Linked DNA regions of Delphinus delphis: region 2 is linked to region 1. Evidence: chromatin contacts called from public Hi-C data. All regions are on one chromosome and are shown on one strand. Each heading gives the region's core, a stretch centred on a gene start, on an enhancer-like site or on the middle of the called end of the contact. The rest is flanking DNA. Distances are from core to core; before and after follow the strand shown.

Region 1 (3,737 bases), core at 717-3,216:
TTAGTTGCCCATTACTGAACATGGGCAAAGGCTTCCAATAAGACATTATTCTAAACCTGAAACAAAGAAGATATCTAAATAACTGCAAAATGATAGAATAATTACATTCCCTAGTATTTCCCCCAAACCATCATTTTCTAAGTCTGCTTCTATGAAAAAGAAGCTCGTCGCAACGATACGGGGTGAGGAGAAGCAACACAGAGAAAAAGAGGTTAAAACATTCAAATGCAAAACTGCTGTGTGCAACCGCAACAAAGCGTGTGCATTCAAGAGAACATTCGAGAAGTAGTCGGGGCGGTATTAACAATCCTAAGTATTCCAAACAACTAGCCTGGTCATTAGTTTAATTTTCATATCCATCAAAGTAGGAGGCTGCCCCCCAATTCCCACCCCCTATCGCTTTCCACTATTCGTTTCAGCATTTTAATAGACACACACTTGCCTCCCACCAGCGCGTACGGTGTCCGGTTTAAATAGGCTTATCTCTATCCTTAGCCTGTCCTGGAATTATGTCTAAAACTCAGTCCTGGTAGCTTTTAGAATTAGAAATCCAATTGGAAAGTGCTGTTAGTTTGGCGACTCCAAAACCTCTTTTCAAAATTTAGTTCGATCTTCCAACTATCTTTCCAACACATCAAAGATAAACAGTCCACCTTAGTATATAGTTCCTTTGAGTCTGCATTGTAAACACTGATACGGACGTGCTGCCGAACCTGAAAAACTTTCTAAGCTCTCTGCTGAGCCGAAGTGAAAAAGGCAGGGTCTATCAAAATCAACAGCCTAATTAACCCAAAACCTGCATCTCCAAAAGGGTCCCTTTCCCTTTCCACTCGGTTTGCGGTGAGTTAAAGAAGTCCTCTCCAACTTTTTCATCCTGATGAAGCTATCGAGTTCAGGAAGCCCCTCACTTTCAAGGCATCCAAGCCCAACTCGGAGAAACAAACGGGAAGCCAGGGGGCCAGTGAGAAGAGGTCCCCAGCCCCTCGCTCCTGCCCTTTCCAAGATCCCCGCGCTTCGGCCAGACCCTCCAGCCTGCGCGTTCTCCTAGAAGATGTCTCATTACATAATCCCCTTTCCTTAGAGTCACCCACAGAGTCACGGGGGCTCAGGCGATCCCCCGTCTCCCACTCCGCCCTTAGGAAGCTCGTCTGAGTGCACCCGGGGAGCGGAGGCCGGCTGTCCCGACTCACCCGGCGCCGCGACCCGGACCCAGGCCCCCTCTTCTCACCCAAGCGGGGCGGGGCCGCGCCTCCACCGCACGCCCCCCGGGTCCCCGCTCAGACCCGGGTCCCCAGCCCCCGCGGGGTCCCCCGTCACAGTCGCTGTTCCAGCCCCTCTCGGGGTCCTCCAACACACCTGCTGTCCCAAGCCCTCTCGGGGTCCCCTTGCCGCTGAGAGCCGCTGTCCTTGCCCATTTCAGGGTACCCTCCCTTGAGAACCACTGTCCTGGCTCCTCTGGGGGTGCCCCTTCAGACCCACTTTTCCAGTCCTTCTGGGGGTCCCCTCCCTTCACACCCGCTCTGTCCCAAGTCCTCTCGGGGTCTCCCTCTCAGACCCGCGGGGCCGGCCCCTCTGGGGATCTCCTCTCCACAGTCCAGACTGTCAAACCCACTCCCGGAACTCCCCTCACTCGGGTCCTCGCCGACCCCACTCCGCCCTGGGTCCCCTCGCCCCGACTCATTCTGTCACCTCTCCGCGCCCCGGTGCTCTCACCTCAGACCTGCTGTCACCATCCCGGGCCCGGCGTCGCCGCCGCCGCTTCCTCTCCCACACTTGTTACCGAGTCGCTCTTCTGCCGCTTGTTCCCCGGTGGATCCCCGGGTCCAGTCGTTGAGTGTCGGGTCCGGCCGCGCGGAACCTCCGCCCGCGGTCTCCGCGTCGGGTCCCACTCTCTCACGCAGGTCCCCACAGCCGCCGCCGCCACCACCGGGAGCCACACGGACCCTCCCGCGGCCGCCGCTGCTGCTGTCCGAGGTGCGGCTCCTGCCAGGGGTGGCCAATCGCACCCGATTGCGCCGAGCGCGCTCCGCCCCGCCGTCCCAGCCCGCCCGCCCCCTGCCCCCGACCACGCCCCCAGACAGGCTCCGATAGGCTCTCTACTGACCTTCCCTGATCGTGGGGCGCAGACCTGGGGCCGGATATAGGTACTTGATTGGAGGTGCCTGGGACACCGAGCTGTCGATGGCGCCCAAGGATTGGCGAAGTTGAAGGTGGGCGGTGCGGGACGGGGCGGGGTTTCCTCAGATGCGGAAGAGCTTGCAACTTCAGTTACCCACTGGCCCGCCTCGGGTGCGGTCTGCCTTGTTTGTGCTGAGTTGGGGTCAAAGTTCATGGCACTCCCCACTGAGCCTTTACTTTTCTTGGGAGACTCCCAGAGGCCGAGGCCCTCTGGGACTCCCTGGGACCACCATGTTAGAGCCTTTCAGGCCCCCATTCCCCCGTTAGACCTGGCACAGCTTTCTAAGTAATTCTACCACAAATTAATAATGGCATTTATTTACTCAGGACTTGTAAATTTCCTGGATTTAAAGTCTTTTATATCTTTGGCAAGGGAGTTGCCCTTACTTGCACTGCGTTCTAGAGACGTTAGTTTGATGCTGTTGGGGGAAAAAAATCTATGTACTAGATGCATACTCAGCACACAGGCACTCAACACTGACGGGGCACATTTTGATAGGTACAAGGACAAAACTTAAGAAATACTCACTTTGTGGGTTATGATAATCATTTTGACAAGTAGGAACAGGAACTGTGTGGTAGGGGAACCCTTGTTAGCTTTAGCAAGGCTTCAGTAAGCCTGTTCAACATATTCTTTTTCAGGGCCACAGGAAATGATTTTAATGATTTTGTGGGAACTAGTGGCCAAAGTATAATGAACTTTGACCCAAGTGCAACTCGTGATAACCAGAGACCCATCTTGATCCAAGCTGCAAGATGGAGCTTGCCAGGGGAGAAAGTGCATGGTGTTAACTCGGAGCCATTCTTTATATATTTTTTGTGAAACTGGATATGTTGATTAAATCAATACTGGAAACTGAAAACTGCTACCTTCACCCCTAAATCCTAAAGTTTATGAAATTTGTGAAGACATTGTTTCACTTCAGGAACACAGTTTGTTCCTAAGCATTGTCAGATGTATGCAGGACTTAGCTCTTAGAAAACTTTCCATCATTAACTCTTTTTTAACTCCTGCTAACAAAATTTGTGTTCTAAACACTATTCATGTTTTTCCTAGTGTTTTAAAATCATACCCATTCCAATTAAGATGCTCCCCTTTAAGATTTGAGTGTTAGGGTATGTAGACAGGGCCTGTAGAAGAGTGCTGGCAGTACTTCCTCTAAAATGAATTTGGATGTAGATGTCTCCTGAGCGATGTGACTGAGTGCCATTTTGGGAAGGGATGTAGAGTGATTTTAAGGTGGTAAAAAGGGTACTTGGTTTTAAGGGAACTTGATTTTTACAGACTGTCCAAAATCATATTAGACAACTATAAAAGTTGGGTAAGACTAAAGTCATGAGAGAATTTTTTTGACTAGGTCCTCATCCTTTACTGAGTGTTGATGCTACCAGTTGCAATATGGACAGAAGAAATGGGGTAGATTTTCACAACGCAAGTATTCAGTTCTGTCTAGTCATATAAAAAAATGCATGATCATTAACAGATGTTATTTGCAGCCAAGAAGACAAGATGTGGGACTTCCCTGGTGGCGCAGTGGATAAGACTCCATGCTCACAAG
Region 2 (3,737 bases), core at 460-2,959, 300 kb before region 1:
CTTCCAGAAACACCCTCAGAGACGCTCCCCGAAAATAACGTTTACAAGCTCTCCCAGCATCACTTGGCCCAGTCAGGTTGACACATAAAATTAACCCTCCCCGGCATAGTCACACCAGCCATTCTTTAGGTTTTGTTTGAGAGGAAACATTTGTGCCAAGTACAGGATGAGTGAAGAGATTTCTAGAAGAGAGAGAGAGGCGGGTGGAATATACCAGATGCTTTACCTATGTTATTTCATCTAATCCTCACAGCCATCTTGGAGTAGATATGGTTGGACGAGGAGAGAAGTAACCTGCCCAAAGCTGAGCGGGAACAGTGGTACCCTAGCGACCTGCACAACCAGTGTCAGGAGGAAGCAGAGAGCAGGGGCACTGTCATATCACAAGCCCCATCTGACCCCCTTCTTCTGACTCCCCAGGCAGGGGCGAGGGTGAAGCCATAACTGCCATCGTGTATTTGTCCTCTGTCCCTCTACTCTGCTCCTAAAACAGGCGACGGTGATGTAATAAGATGCAAGGAGCAGCTACTTCTGAATCAGAACACTTCTGATCCCGGTCCAGCCTCATCTTCTCCCAGGGTTGTTGCCTTTCTCAGCATGTTAAAAAACAAAAAACAGGGCTTCCCTGGTGGCGCAGTGGTTGAGAGTCTGCCTACCAATGCAGGGGACACGGGTTCGTGCCCCGGTCCGGGAAGATCCCACATGCCGCGGAGCGGCTGGACCCTTGAGCCATGGCCGCTGAGCCTGCGCGTCTGGAGCCTGTGCTCCGCAACCGGAGAGGCCACAGCAGTGAGAGGCCCGCGTACCGCAAAAAAAAAAAACAAAAAAAAAAAAACAGGGCTTCCCTGGTGGCGCAGTGGTTGAGAGTCTGCCTGACAATGCAGGGGACACAGGTTTGTGCCCCGGTCCGGGAAGATCCCACATGCCGCGGAGCGGCTGGGCCCGTGAGCCATGGCCGCTGAGCCTGCGCGTCCGGAGCCTGTGCTCCGCAGCGGGAGAGGCCACAACAGTGAGAGGCCCGCGTACCGCAAAAGAACAAAAAACGAAACAAAAAAAAACTTTATTATGGATGTAATACATACTCATTGCTGGGAATACAGACCAGCAAAATAGAAGAAAACAAAAGTGGTCCATAATCCCCTCACCTCAGAAAAAAATGCTAACATTTTGATAACGATTCTCCTCAGTAGCTTGAGATCAGAGGCAGCCTGTCCTCTATGCTTACTGACTAGCCTTTTCCAGTTACACATATTAACCTAAATGGAAGTTACTTACTTATTTATTTGTTTTCGCTCTGGAGTTGTTTCTAGAGGTCGGTCGGTTCTGTAAATTTTGTTGGGTGAAGGAAATGGATTTGGGAGACGGATTGGAGTTGGAGTTGTGCTTGGAATTGTTTTTCAATTTAAAGTACTCACCTGCCAGCTTTGGGGCCAACAAAGTATTTGGAGCCTTTTTTCATACGGCAACTGTATTCAAGAACTGTAAGGGGTGGCCTTGCCTCTCCTGCTCCCGCGCTCGCTGGGCTCGGGACGCCCAAGCCGCACCAGAGAGAGGGCAGCCCCGGCTAGAACGGCGGAGTTGGAACAAGGCTGACGGCCTGGGCCTCCCGGTAACCAGGCAACAGAGGCCTTAGCAACGGGGAGGGGGCGGGACCGGAGGGGAGGAAGTCGGAAGCCAGCAGCTAAACATCGCGAGAGTTGCGTTTGCGCGCGAACTGTAAGTACGTGGGTCTCGGGGTCACGTCTTGACTGGTCGCGGAGCAGGCAGCTGGGGGAGGCGACAAACCCACCGGACCCAGCGACCTCCGTCACCCTGTCATGGAGACCTCAGCGCACAAGCAGCAGCAGCAGCAGCCTGAAGGGGGCAAGATCAGGAACCTGCCCTGGTAGGAGGAGGCCCAGCAGCCGCGGGGAAGGGGGTCGGCCGCGCGGGGAGGTGGTGGCCGGAGTGGGCAAGTGGCAGGTCCCCACCCCGTCCTCGCCCCGCCGCCCCAGGGTTCGATCGGCACAGGGGTTCGATCTCGTGTCTTCTGACACTACCTTGACCTCCGTGGCAAAATATTCTTCTCTCTTGCCAAAATATTCTCTTCTCTCGGTACGATTATTGGTCAGATTCTAAACTAGAATAATATGATGATGATGATGACAACGCTCCCTAGTTAACTTTTATTTAAGTGACTTTCTATTAGATTAGCAGGCACCCTATTAGATGTTGGAAATTTACAGACACTAGGAAGAAGGTACTGTTATTCCAGTTTTACCAAAAGGTTAAATGACTTGCCAGAGGTCCAGAGTTGGAAAATAAGTTTGTATTTGAACCCAGCTGGTCCAGATTCAGAGCTTGCACTCTTAACCATCCTACTCACACAACTGTGTCTTAGTGATGGTTTAAAGAGTGAATGAATTTGACTTGATTTCGGAAAACTCCAAGTTGTTTCTTTTCAGTTTATTGTTATCGTAATAAAAATACATAACATACAATTCACAGTTGTAACCATTTTAAAATGTACAATTCAGTGGCATAAAGTACATTCAGAATGTTATGTAACCATCCCACTATCTAGTTCCAAAATTTTTCATCATCCCAAATGGAAACCCCATACCCATTGGCAACTCCCCATTCCCCCCTTCCTCAGCCCGTGGCAACCACTAATCTACTTTCTGTTTCTTATGAATTTGCTTATTCTGGATATTTCATATAAATGGAGTCATATGATACGTGGCCTTTTGTGACTGGCTGCTTCTTTTTTTAAAAGAAATTTTTATTTATTTATTTTGGCTGCACCGGGTCTTAGTTGTGGCACACAGGATCTTCGTTGCGGCATGTGGGATCTTTCATTGCGGCATTCGAACTCTTAGTTACAGCAGGCACGCGGGATCTAATCCCCCAGCCAGGGATCGAACCTGGGCCCCCTGCATTGGGAGTGCAGAGTCTTACCCACTGGACCACCAGGGATGTCCCGTTACTGGCTTCTTATATCAGTAACTGATTTCCTTTTATTGCCAAATAACGTTCCCTTGTGTGGCTATACCACCATTTATTTATCCATTCATCTGTTAATTTATATTTGGATATGAGTTCAATTTTGGATTAACTTAGGTGCCCATCCAGGTTGAGATTATAGGCAGACAGCTGGAAAGATGAAATGAGAGCAGTTTTTTAGCACTATTGATATTTGGGGCCAGATATGTGGGGTGTCGCGGGAGGGCATGGGGGTTGTCCTGTGCATGGCCGCATGTTTAACAGCATCCCTGGTGCCTATCCGCTAGATGCCAGTAGTACCCCCCACTCAGCTTTGACAGTGGAACATGTCTCCAGATACTATCAAGAGTTCACTGGAGGACAAAATGGCCCCGGTTGAGAACCACTGTTAAAGGGTTTTGTATCTCTTTCTGTTTTAGTTAGGATATGAAAGGATTCTTTTGCACATAACAAAATGTTCTTGCCTTTATATATGTTGTAATCAATGCTAAATTGTATTTCAGGGTTGAAAAATACCGGCCACAGACACTGGATGATCTCATTTCTCATCAGGACATCTTGAGTACCAGTATGTATCCATGTGTCAGCGGCTGGTATCCTAGTCGAAGGACCTGAATACACTTCTTAGGAATGTTGTCTCTACTGAGTAATAATTTTGAAGGATCTGATTGAGCTTTATGGGATGTGGCTTTAAGAGCTGAGTCCTTCAGATTTTTCATTCCTGCATCTGACCCAGATTTGAACATATGGTTGAA

The links. Hi-C and Micro-C count contacts between places; a contact is called where the count stands out from the background.
Region 2: a Hi-C map of muscle shows a contact between it and region 1, with 4 times the contacts expected there. The contact joins the promoter of RFC5 here to the promoter of TAOK3 in region 1. A contact is called at or near these places in 2 of 3 Hi-C or Micro-C datasets (lung and muscle).

What each region holds. Positions count from the first base shown.
Region 1 is chr13:10,913,208-10,916,944 of mDelDel1.2, reverse strand. It overlaps TAOK3 (TAO kinase 3), which reads right to left and starts at 1,966. Exons shown (of 21, transcript XM_060028084.1): 1 at 1,714-1,966.
Region 2 is chr13:11,215,646-11,219,382 of mDelDel1.2, reverse strand. RFC5 (replication factor C subunit 5) reads left to right here and starts at 1,709. Exons shown (of 11, transcript XM_060028091.1): 1 at 1,709-1,885; 2 at 3,486-3,550. The coding sequence starts at 1,818.